2 separate regions of the Mus musculus genome follow, and region 1 is linked to region 2. Evidence: chromatin contacts called from public Micro-C data. All regions are on one chromosome and are shown on one strand. The core of a region is the stretch at or near the end of the contact, and the rest is flanking DNA. Distances in the headings are between cores, read along the strand shown. Region 1 overlaps Glis3 (GLIS family zinc finger 3). Region 2 overlaps Glis3 (GLIS family zinc finger 3).

Evidence for each region. A called contact is a pair of places that touch in the nucleus more often than the background predicts.
Region 1: a Micro-C map of brown adipocytes shows a contact between it and region 2, with 2.8 times the contacts expected there. A contact is called at or near these places in 1 of 39 promoter capture datasets (the 3T3-L1 cell line), 7 of 484 Hi-C or Micro-C datasets (adipose-derived mesenchymal stem cells, brain, brown adipocytes and 3 more), 3 of 130 datasets of targeted methods (embryonic fibroblasts, embryonic stem cells and pancreatic cancer cells) and 1 of 9 other capture datasets (adipose tissue).

Annotation. Positions count from the first base shown.
Region 1 is chr19:28,375,439-28,381,396 of GRCm38.p6, reverse strand. The region is part of intron 4 of Glis3 (GLIS family zinc finger 3); the gene reads left to right. Among named protein-coding and RNA genes, the nearest start is that of Gm35866, 14 kb to the right of the region's middle.
Region 2 is chr19:28,299,079-28,305,891 of GRCm38.p6, reverse strand. All of the region lies in intron 7 of Glis3 (GLIS family zinc finger 3), which reads left to right. Among named protein-coding and RNA genes, the nearest start is that of Gm35866, 62 kb to the left of the region's middle.

The DNA of each region.
Region 1 (5,958 bases), core at 2,142-4,641, 78 kb before region 2:
CAGAGTTTGTCATAGTTGGAGAACAGCATATTTTTGTCACATATCAGGTTCAGTCCTGTATTCCAGGCGTTTATTCGTTTTACATGTTTATTTCTTCTGTAACAGCGGAATGATTGGTACATGGGCTTTGTGACCCTCGTCACTTAAGGGATACTGTTTCCACGTCTTCTGAGGGCAGAAGGCCACTATCAGCTCCACAGCAAGAGCAGAGCAGGTCCTGACGAGCCATTTACTTTCTTGAAATGCAAGAGTCTATTTAGGGTGATCCTTGTACTGCTGTCAGAGCAATGAGGGTCAGCAGTTGTGGTGACAAATTAGTTTTGACAAGCTTAATGACCCCCAAAAAGGAAAGTCTGCGGCTCTGATAGCAACTGGGGAATAATTGGTGAGCTCGGCCAAATGGGGAATGTGTTAGAATTTCCCAATTCTCTATGGCAGGCCAATTACACCATGCAGCAAAGAGGTGGAAGGTTGCCATCGCTTCTTCAGCCCTACAAAAGCATCAGCAGGCTATATTTCAATCAATTGAATTTGGTTTGGCGGGACATCGGGACACTGAAAGAAACAACTGGATCTTTCAAACTATGTTCCTATGAAAAACTTGGACAAAGAACAAAATGACAGTTCTGAGAGGCTCCAGTGGACAAGCGCTCAGCTCACTCTTGGCAGGTTTCATTGGCACACCAAGGGCTAGTTTTCCCTCATCATCCCAGGGTGGTAAATCCTACAGCCGAGTGCAGATCATTAGAGTGCGTGGTAAATAAATGATTATCAGCCGCTAACCCACCAAAACACAGTGCTTTCATGACTTTATCGTGGGCTGAGTGTCAGCATCACTGCAAGTCACATGCAATAAGCCAACGCCTGCCGCACAAAGGCTATTTCTAGTGTGTGGGTGTCAGCAGTGCAAGCATCCTCCGAGGACAGTTGAAGGAAGGATCTGCCCTCTGCTACCTTCTTAGTCTTGTGGATAGATGTAGTCATATCATATATGCTCAGTATTACTGATTTCCACATCATCTTCCCTTCATGTGGCTTTCTAGGCAGTGCTTCTCAGCCTCTCCGATGCTGTGACCCTTTAATACAGTTCCTCATGGGGTGGTAACCCCCCCCACCATAACATTATTTCATTACTACTTCATAACTGTAATTCTGCTACCACTAGGAATCATAATGTAAATATCTGATATGCAGGTTTTCTGACAAGTGACTCTCAAAGGGGTCACAACCCACAGGTTGAGAACCACTGTCCTAGTGGTTCTTATTTCAATTCCCACAAGGTCTGCGTGAGGAAGAGAGACTAGTCATGTCAGACTTGTTGGCACACTATGCAGAAAAGTTTTTTAATCTGAACATAGCACCCCCTAAAATGCAGAGGATCACCGGAAGACCCCCGGTGGGGTCTAATGCAGCAGGTGATCTTACATTCACATGTTTTTACCCTATGAAGTCAAAACACTTTTGTTCTTTTTTTTTTAGGGAAAGCAGCTATTCCATGGCTTCTGTTTGGTAAATCCCAATGTTCTTGCCTGTTGGAGTCATAAGTAAAATAGATTTGTATGATTGCAAACACTATTGTGTCTCAATGGCCAAGTTAAAAGAACTAGTAAACTACTAAAGATGGTAGAATATACAGTGTAGATTACTGGTTACCAACTTATGTTTTTGGAGGGCCAAACAGGGACTATGAGGGATTTTTCTCATGTGTTCAGACTGATACACACATTGAAATTTATAATTGTATCTGTAATAAGTTAAAACATTTCAAATCACAGGACCTGAAAACACAGTTGTGAAGCCATAGACAAATGTGTGGTTTGGAATGGAGTTGTTCATTGTATCACAGGAAGCCCATGGATAACGTTTTCTTCAGAGGGTCTCTGTAGTCTGATTTTAGTTTTATAGCTGTTTTACTACTTGTAAGCTGCAGTAACAAAATATACTAGACTGACTGGCTCCTAAACCACAGAAACCTATGTATTTCTCATGCTAAAGATTGGGGATATCAAGACCAAGCCAGCATGAGAGGGATGCTGCTGTTCAGTGCCTTCTTCCTGTTCTTCATGGAGACCCCTGTTAGGAGGGTGTTGCTTCCAATCATGACAGCAAAACTCTGCTGACCCCATAAACTTCTGAAGGTCACTGAAACTCTACCAATCAGTATAAGAATGTGAGAATGTCACATCTATTCAGAGCACAGTACAGGCCTTACTTACCCTTTGCTGGCTCACAACACAGAGGTTCATTAATACAGAGTAGGATCCAAGGCTCAGCTAGAGCCGCCTGCAGCCCAGTGCAGACCTCTGTCCCTGTAGCTCTTCACCATGGCTTACGGGGCTTTCTTGCAGCTTTCTCCTATGGTCTTGCTTTCCAGCCCTTAGACCTTGGTGATTCTTAGGTGTTATTTTTGTTGTTTTTGTTTCTTTGTTTCTTTGTGTTTTGTTTTGTTTGGCTAGCTTTCTTTTAGCACTGCCAGATAACAGAGTTTCTATTCATACTCTGACACTTACCTCCAGAGTTACCCCTTTTACGTGGTAACATCTCAGAATTGCGCAGTCATTTATTTTACTTTCCTTTACTTTATATCACTTTGTATTGAGTTCTTGGCATGCTTGCCTCCTTGTATCTAGGCTTCTTTAGGACAAGGACTCTATCCCAACTCATTAGCATTTGCTGAGATACCCACCATCCAGCCCAACTCTTGTTTGTTACGTGTTTGACCAAATGAAGCATCAGGCAAGATCTTGAACTCAAGAGAAGCCTGTTAGAAACTTTGGTGGTTTCCGAGTAGAGAAGGAGGAATGAGGGGCTTTGGGATTTCTCAGTCTTCCCCAGGTCCCAGCTCACACTGCTAGGCATCACGTGTAACCTCCCTTGAGGCTGCATGATGCCCTCCCTAATACAGGGGGCCCAAGTCATTCATAATTTTAATCAGGAAATTCTTGTGAATACATCAGATTCTATGACCTGGCATACAGTAGAGAGTTAGTAAAATGGCCCTTTCTCTTTGCCTTTTCTTCAGAATGCCTCCTTATTTACACATGGGCTGGGCACATAAACATTCACGAAGAGTCTCAACTGAACAGTTGTTCACTTCAGAGCTGGGCGGTTGTATGGCAGACATTTACCTCAGAACTATGTTTCCAGGGAGCTAAGAGGGTGTGTGGCAATATTGTGACACGATGGTGGAAGATCGGCAGTTGTGCTGCTGAGAGGACTGTGGCTTTCTGTTACCAGGGAGCTTTCAAAGATTTATGGGGAGATTCCAAAGATTTGCTCCACAGAATTTCCAATCCTGAAAGTCTGACTCATTAACTACCATAATCCCTTTGTTTGGGATCATTTTCCTCCCTCCCAAGAGGCTGCCTGATATGCACCATGGGTATTGCATGCAGAACAATCTGTAGTCTTGCGACATCTATGGTGTGAGTTTTATATGGACTTGGGCAGATAGATAGTCTAAACCCTTAAACTTTATGACAAAAGGAAAAAAAATTAGAATTTTTTTCCCCTTACACTTCAAAGCTGAATGTGGAATGAAAGTTAGGGAAACCTCTCTGAAATGCCTGCCTGTTGGTGATGAGATTTTTGTTTGTTTTGTAGATTCGTGGTATTCAAAGGATATGTGGACTAACAATGTTGTAAATATGGCTTCTAATTAAATCCCTCCCCCATAGAGTGTTGCTGCAGGGCCCAGGTCTAATTTTCATGGTCACCACTGTCCTGGTGGTGTGTCCTTGGGGCTGTTTGATAAAGTCTCTTGGTTGACTTGTCTGCAATATGCAAATCCCATCTCCTGGTTCACCTTGCAATTCCCTGCAGTTTGAGTCTTTGTTCTCTTCCACATACAACCTCTAAGTCTGCCTTATCTTCAGTGCTTCAAAAGCAACCTTTAACAATCTTCTCTTAAATGTACCAATTTTAAAGGTGAACACAAAGACATTAATTGGCTAGCCAGAGAAGTGTTACTCAATCCAAATGCATTAAGTACTGCATAAGTACTTATAAGGTAGGCTTAATGTTTAGGCAGTGTAAAACACCATGAGGAAGGGTTCTAAGCATACTGTTAGCCTGATGATCAGTTTATCCAGTTTTTCTGTGTGAGACCCCCTAGGCCCCACCTTCAAGGAAGGAGCAGACACAGATAGGTGGCTGCTTTGAGACAATCGCCTTTATTCCCTGGTGCTGTGAGAGGCAGGGAGCCTAGACACCCAGTAGAGATCTTCAGGGTTCAGCTCCCACCCCTCTGCCATGCTATGAGTTGCCCAAAAGGTCTGGGGGAACAGAGTCCTGCCAGGCTTGCTAGGGAACGGGGTGTAATCAGACTCCGCCCATAAATACAAGTGATTCTGAATGCTGCTGGGATTCTTGAACCCTGAGACTCAAACCTCCTCTCTGCAGGGAGCTCATGGGTTTTGGTGAAGTTGCAGCAGGAAGAGCCAGATAAAGCCTAAATAGCCAGAATCCCAGCTTGGGCCCTTGTCTAGTGGCCAGAGCTGTTCTGTAATAGAATTACTGTTGAGGAATTTTGCAGAGTTGGCTCAAGGCAGAAGGTATTTGGGTAATCAAAAGAGGAAAATGTGTAAGCGAGTCTTGAGAGCAAGGCAGGAAAACACCATCCATGTGGTGTCTTCAGGGTCATCCCAAAGCTAGAGGTCTGATCATGTGTTAGTTTACTAAAGAATGGGCTGAGAATCCAAGTGATCTCTCCAAGCTTGTAGGCTTTCTGGGAATGGCTTTTATTTGACAGGCCAAAAATATTCTGCTTGGGGGCTGGTTCTCCAAAGAATTAGACAAAGCCCACTCCTGGTGATCTGTAGGCTTCCAGCCAGGACATTTCTGTTGATCTGGTTACCATCTATGGCTCTTGCCCGAAACATTTTAATAGCCAGCCTGGAGTTTTGGCAGGCTTTTGTTTAGTTGATTTTCCTGTAAGCTTGAGACTTAAGGAATTGAAATTTGAGAGCATTACTGTGTCTTGGAACTTAGAATCAGAAATGCTACTAGAGATTTTTTTTTCCTTATTCTCCATGGGTGCACTGAAGAATGGAATGTAGCATTTCTAAATGACCACTGGGTAATGGAGCTATAAAACCTGTTTTCACGGATGATGTAAGCAGGTAGTTTGACCAGAGTTAAGAAACCCTGTCTTCCCTTACTCTCTTTGTTATTTCTTCTTTCTTTTCTACTTCTCTTCTCCTTTCTTAATCTCCACTCACCTTTGAACACCTCTCTTTTCTTCTCTTCTTTAAATATAATGTCCTTTGTGGTGAGAAATATTCAGGGGTGGACACTTGAATGTGGTATGGTCCTGGTCACTTGTACATGCGTATATACATGTCACTGAACATCTCTCCCCAGCCTCCTCCTCAGCTGCCCAAAAAGAAGCCTCTCTGTGCTGGGTGTGGCCTCCTTCAGCTTTCTTCTTCTAGGTTTCCCTCTGCCAGCTGTGAGTGTTCCCTGGCAAAGCTCCACATGAAGATTTCTGCAGAGCTTAATATATTACTTAATCACCAGGCCTGTTCTGAAGTTATAATATGCTAATTTTCCCCCCAGTGGCTTTTGGATTCTTAAATTCTGGGAGAGAAAGACTCGCCTGTCATTTTGGTAGTTTTGCTTGACTTCTTTGTCACAGCCTTGTTTAGGTAAGATCTATTCTGCAGTCCTGGAAACATCTTGGACTTTCCTTGCTCTTTGATCCAGTGCCAGCCATAAGTCCTGTCTATAACCAGGTCTTCCTAGGTAGGATCCTATCCTGTTGGTAAAGATCCTGGCTTATTTCTTTGGGTTTCCTAGCGGCCTCTGAGGGCAGGCCGTTCTTGGTACCAGAGATTCCTTTCTCAGGCTCTAGGGCACCTCCCTCTGTCTTTCAGGGAATTCAAGGTATTGTGTTTTTCTCCCAGTGAAGAAGGAATGTAATGGAACTTGGTTGGAGTCTCTCCTTTTTTCCTGTGATTG
Region 2 (6,813 bases), core at 4,227-6,726:
CCCCTTTTCATCAGCAACAAGGATTAGCATAAACTGGGGGTCTCTCCCATTCTCCAATTAACTTTAGAATCAAATACAGCCTTCCTAGCAAATTACCCTGGCAGGCATTTTCCTTGCTAGAAAACTCTTTCTGGCGTGTGAATTTAGGTCAGGAGGGCGTTTTCCATTGGATGACGGTGCAATTAAATTGCTTTGAGGTGTACTGTGAAGAGCGGCAGATGGTATTGGACTTAAATTTTCACTCTTGGGGACCAGATATCTGAACACTTCCAATATTGGCTGTTTTCCCCAGCATGTCTAAAGGGAAGTCTTTCTTTGAATTCTGAAAATTAACTAAGGCTGGATCTTTATGCTCCTGGAGAGGAGAAACAAACAAAAAGGAAGCACTGAAAATGTAAAATACTTCAAGATAAACTAAGCTTCAAGAGGGACAATTGTGTTGACATTTTAGTAACAGCCCATTTTCGCTCCTTAACGAAGTGCAGTCATGCATGAAAATGACTTGTTATCTTCTAAGCTGAAATGTATTATGGGTTGTATTGCAAAGGTGTGTATTACCCCTTCAAAGTAAAGAACATTTTAACCCTATCAGGACTTGTTCTGGGACTCAAACACTTTGTACCGTATACATAAAAAATACTGAACAATAAAAAGCTGATTGAAGAGGATGCATAACTCCTTCGTGGTGAAGGACCCAGTGCACAGTTTATGTGCAGTTCTTTTCATCCAGGGTTTATATAGGAAAGTGTTATTACATAGTTACCATTTTGGAACAGTTCGTGTCTTTGTGATTTCATAATCCTATTAAGATTGTATTAATTGTAGTAATATTGTCACATGATAAGAGCATTCTGTAAGCATATACCCATAGTTCACCCTTTGTGCTATGTGATTTTAATTCTTTTAATCTTATTTTATTTTCTGTATATCAGTGTTTCGACTGCATGTATGTCTGTATGACTGTGGACCGTATACACGTTGTTCACAGAAGCAAGAATAGAGTGTCGATTCTCTGGAACTGGAGTTGCGGACATTTCTGAGTCCCCATGTGGGTTCTAGGAACTAAACCTGGGTCATCTTCAAGAGCAAATAAAGTTAACTGCTGGGACATCTCCCAAAATGCTATTTGGGTTTTTAATACAGTATATATTTCTATTTCTCTGTGCAGCCTTCTGAAGTATTATCCTTTTTAAGATAAAGAAACACTTGGCAATCTCTAGGGCTAAACTTCCAATCCAGGTCCATGGGGCTCCCATTGTGTGCACGGCCTCCTGTTTCTCGAACTCCTCCTGACTCTAAATTTCTCCTCCTGGGAGTGAGACAGAGAGACAAGATTAAGCTCACCTTTCATATGGACCCTCTAATTCTTGTTAATGTCTCCTTGAGAGCCAATTTACCTTGGTCTCATCGATTAGTCTGCTCCTCTGTGCCTTGACCCTTGAAATTCTGCCCCAGAGATGAATGGTCAGCCCAGACTTCCTCCCCTTGTGCTAGTCACCAAGCAATTAATGTCATTTCTCAGGAGCCCAACATGGCTCTGACATTCATTACAAGTGAGAGTCACCATCTTGGGATAATAAGGTTGACTCCCTTCTGGTGAGGACAGGCCAGAGTGGAGCTAGGGCTTTTCAGAGGCCATAAATGCCCCTAAACACAGGTTTACAGGAGAGCGAAGCAGTCTCCACAGACACAGTAAATCTTCTGGTGGCACGTTATCCACAGCCAGGACAACACAGTTGCCACAGTAAAGGGCACGTACTGCTGCCTGCTCGCCAGTCCCCCTGCAGGCCTCACTCCCTTCCTTACCTGTGGATCAATACGCCTCTGACGTGGATCTGAAATCTTTACTTGGGGGGGGGGGGAAGCACATTTCTTACCAGCGATTTGTATTCCAAACTGAACAGTTCAGTTCGTTTCTTGTCGGAATTAAATTTCAGAACTGGACGTTTTCCCTCATCAGGGCTGAGAATGGACAGAAACCGAGAGTGTTATTTTTAACATTCTCACTGTGAGTGTCTCTACTCTGTAACTCTTTTGGGTTATCAGATTTTCAGAGAACAAGTGTAGCTTCCCATCATTTTTGAACAAGAAAACATACTAGCTATTCTTTGCTGGACTGTGAATTGCACCCAGTTTTGCAGTTACCAGGCAAGGACTTGCCCACTGAGCTAGATCCTTGCCTTCCTCTTGACCTTTGTTTCAGACAGTCTCACTAAACTGTCCAGGCAGGCCATGAACTTGAGATTTCTTACTTTATTATCCCTATTAGTTAGGATTACAGGCTTACTCTCTGAGGCCTGTCTGTGCTAGCTAATTTTGTGTGCCTCAGACTGACAGAAAAGTCTTTGTCCCTATACTCTGAATGATGAAAACAGTCAGGAAGTGACATGGGTAGGTGCCTACAACAGACCTTAGATTGGCCCAAGGCAAGTAGTCTTTATTTGTGGTTCCTAAAGTACTCCTTGCATCCTCTGTTTGTGTAGTAAATACCTCACAGGTGAAGTATCTCCAAAGGTGTCCTGTCCATTAGAAATAATACATTAATAGTCATTATTTGGACATAAAGATGCTGGTTGACCCTGATTAAATGAAATAGTTTAAGGTGGCAGCCTAGACTTCACCATCCCTGAGGGCCTGAGAGCCACATGGATCACAGAGCCACCTCTGCCCATTACTGTTGGAGACAGGGTCGAGGTCAGCCATAAGCCAGGCCCTGTGAAAAAGAGTCCCCAGCAGTAGGGAAGAGGGCTTCTGGCTCTGGGCAGCAGGCAGAGTTCATGCATTCATTGCTTCAGCAGGCTTTGTTTCCTTGGGGAAGGTCACCACCACTTAATCACAAAAGCAATAAGGGCTTCTAGTTTGTTCTGTGCTGTGCCTAATCAGTTGTTCCAGTTGCCAATCACCAGCAGTGTCTGGAAGTTCACAGAAAAGCCCCCTTCAAGCTTTGGAGACAGCACTGACCCCCAAGGTGACTCAACAATGAAAGCTGCCCCCAGGGGCAGTCTGTGTCCGGTTGATGTGGTCTCAACAGTTTTGTTAATATTGTCTGACTTCTGGAGGGGATCCGTTCTCTTGAGGCTTTGATCGGTGGGCCACATTGTACACTCCAGTGGTCGAACTGTGGAAATAATTTTGAGTAAGTACAGAAATAATTTTTTTCTTTTGTGAATAACCTTACAGTTCCTCTCCAACATGGAGATTTTCTTCCTAAGATTGGAAATACCTTGGCAAAGCCTGTGCATTTGTCAGTAAGTAAATACAGAAGCAGACAGGTCTATGAAAAGCTGGGAGGTATTCAAACTTAAAATATTAATAAAGTAGTGGAATACTGTCGTCCTATGAGTGAAGAAGTCATACTTGGAGCCTATAGTACTTAAAAGTATATTCTAGATATATGTCTTGATGAGGTTAGGTGTTCCTAGAAGTCACTGTAGATAGCAAAGACATTTTTCTGAGCCGTGATAACCGTTTCTTTGATAAAGGCCAAGGAGAGTCCCGCTGCAGCCATACCTAGCTGACTCCAGACAGTCGTCCTTTGGATGTATATTAGAAAGACATGCTTGTGTCTTTATTACTTATCGTCAATTTCATTTCATTATTTTGGTCACAGGTAGTGCCTACAACGAGCAATTATAAGCTGGATGCTGCAGACAGGCTATTCTCTGTAGACAGTGATTAATAATATCTTTCTTTCAGCTAAGTCATAATCTCTCTATGCTTCTCTTAGCACCTCCTCTTACTTCCCTCAAGACAGAAGCAAGTGGTTTGCTTTCTTTTGCAGAACAAGTGATTGATGGTACCCTATATAAGAAACTATTCAAATGCCTTCCAATTCAGACTTTAAATTGAAGCCTGAACCACTCACTTTCTTCTTCTCAAGGGGTCCCTGGTAGAGGAACTTCCCATATCAGTGTCATGAACCAGCTATAGTTATAAAGGAAAGGGCTGTGGACATGTGTGTGACCCAATAGCTCTTGGAAGACCCTACCTTTGGCCATCAGCTTCATGCCAGTTACCTCAGAGAGCTTGCCCCACACACCCTCTGCACCACCACTTCCTCCTGGCCTTCGTACTGTACCTTCACAAAGCTTGGAAAGACCTTTCCTCAACTGCACCACATACCTCTGGCTTTCTGCTCCAGGACTCTTGGATGCCCTGAGGTTAAGACATGTGTCTGCTTACAAATGTGAGAGAATTAATACAACCCTGGGGCAATCTTTGATCAGAATTGAATAGAAAATGTTAGATAAAATTTCTACCTCTATATTAGAGCCCTAAGCTAGATTTTATTGGCATTTAGATTATTTGTCTCTATTCATTCGAAAAGCAAACATGAATTAATGAAGTTGGTAATAAAAGCTATGTCTTGTTTTATAGCTTAACCCAGGAGCAAGTTTTGTGTCTGCCATATGGTAGCTACTCCACAAATATTTGTGGAGTGTTCAGCTCCTTAGAGAATCTGAAAAGAGACCATGGCTGTAGCTGCAGGGTAGCTCACTTTCTTAACATGCATCATGTTCCAGGTTCGGTCCCCAGCAGAGGAGAAAGGGAGAGGAAGGCAAACATTCTAAACTAAGTATGTCAGGGTAGAGGACATGGCAGAAGTCCTGAAGGAGAAACTGCTGGAATAAATTCCATGTGTGGTTAATTATCTAGCTTGAGTAGAGTCACAGATTCATGTGTTAAAGTGTTGGGACAGTGTTAAGAGGTCTGCATTAGTAAGTCTTGGTATTTTGATAGAATTAATGCATACTTGTGCTTCTTTGTCTTCAAGCTGAAACTCTGTCGAGGACAGAAACACACAAATGGTAGACTAGCCAAATACATAGCAGACATACCGTTTAAAATAATGTTGGATGGATGGATAGATGGACGAATGAGTGATAGGTGTTGGTTGTGACTTGGCTGGGAAAAAGCAGTGTCCTTCAGCAAGTCCTCACTTTCAGTGACAGGCGATCAATGACACTGAATTGTCTAGCTATGTAATTGTATCTACTGTCAAATCCAACTCAAGCAGTTACTATAAACTTTTGGGAAACACCCTATTTTCTGTTGAACCATATCGAAAACTTCGCATGTGCAACCAAGTTGCCCTGTTGCCCACGAGGTTATAAACAGTAAGGGCAGCACTTCCCTTGTAATAAATGTAAGCACATACAAACAAAAATATCTCTAGGCATGAATAAGCGATGGGTATGTTCAGCCACAATTACAAAATAAAAGAAAGCTGTTGTCTCTATACCTAAAGCAGAGTTTCTTAAAGGTAGCTGTGTTTCACGGTCAGGTTTCTGTGACCTATTATCCCGTTCATTTTTAGAGCACTATTTAAAACCCAGGCTTCATGCTGACAAACACCAGTGTTGAAACTAACTATTGCTACAGCCCATCCAAGCAACCTTCTCCCTTGGGCCACATTATTATGGGGAATACAGGCAGAATTGTGGTTCCCTGAGCCAGCAGGGCACAAATGAGGGCAGTGATTCATAAGGTGACTCCAGCGAGTTTGCAGACGCGTCACTTTCATGGAAGCTGACGTGCACAAGAGAAGCCTGGGCTTGACTTTTTGAACCGGTAAGCACTTTCTGGCCTCGCTGCCACTTGAGGACTTAGAGGACTGTGGAAGGTTGAAGGTTTCTGAGGATAGGAGTGAACCTGACAGGATGCTGATTTACCAAAAATAAACCCTTCAAATGAGATCACACCCATGTCAGTAGCTTTTTGAGCGGGAAGATGGTAATTTTGCCTCTTCACAGGCTCCTGTAAGTCCTTGAACTCCGATGCCATTGGATCAGTCCTTTGGGGGCTGGGTCATCTGGGGTCTTAATTCTATCCTGGTGAGGTTGGGTGAAAGTGATACTGGTCTAAAAATACAACTCCCTGAACTCTTCAACCTTCAGATCTTTTTGATAATATGACTTTCTTAATCCTGAACTTGATTTCTTTAATTAAAAAAAAATCCACTTGTTCTTTGATATTAGTAAAGCTTAAAAGGGGCAGAAATGGGCATAGAACAGAGTTGTATACCAAGAAGGAAGTGAAGGGCATCACTGGTAATCTTGTCGCCTGATTACAGCCTAATGAGATGTCTGCCAAGTAGGTCCCCCACAGTAAGGGTCCTTCCTCTCTGATACAAGTGACTTTGGAAGTGACAAGCCTCAGCTATCAGGCAACGTCTTACCAATTAGCTCATGTAAATGGGCACACAGGAAAGTGTGACGTCCTTTCCAGTGCTCAAAGGTGAGGCTGCCCCAAGAACGAGGCTCTGAGTCACCCTCCGTGTGTGAGGGACAGTGGTGGGAACAGAGCCAGAGCTATGTATGAGGGCCTCTTTGGAATGAGAGCGAGGGTTCATCACAGCATCATGGAAATGTCTGCAGTCTCTCTCTCTCTCAGGCTCTTAGTTCAGAGTCCAGGACCCTGTGTTGGCTGCAGTCAGGTGGTTTCTGTTGTCTTTGTGCTGACGTGTGGCAATGGCAGAGAAAGCCGAGGCCTGGCCCACAGCATCTTGCTGCACAGCGAGAAGAGGTAGAAGGGCCATGCCGAGCGCCTTGCAAGTCAGCTGACTGAACATGCCATTATGCAACGAACATCCTCTGTGACTGAAGAGCACACAGAAACCTTTGCTCAGAAGCAAACAGCACAAGATTAATTGTAATGACCAGATAGGGAGCTGGCAAGGGCACACAGCACTTCAGAGGCCAAGGTGAACCTGGGGCAAGTTCAGACGGAGCTCCCGAGATGGCGGTGAAGGCACAAGAGCCAGGGAACCTGTTCCACCATAGAAACAAAAGCTGTGTGTATCCAGGAAGGGGA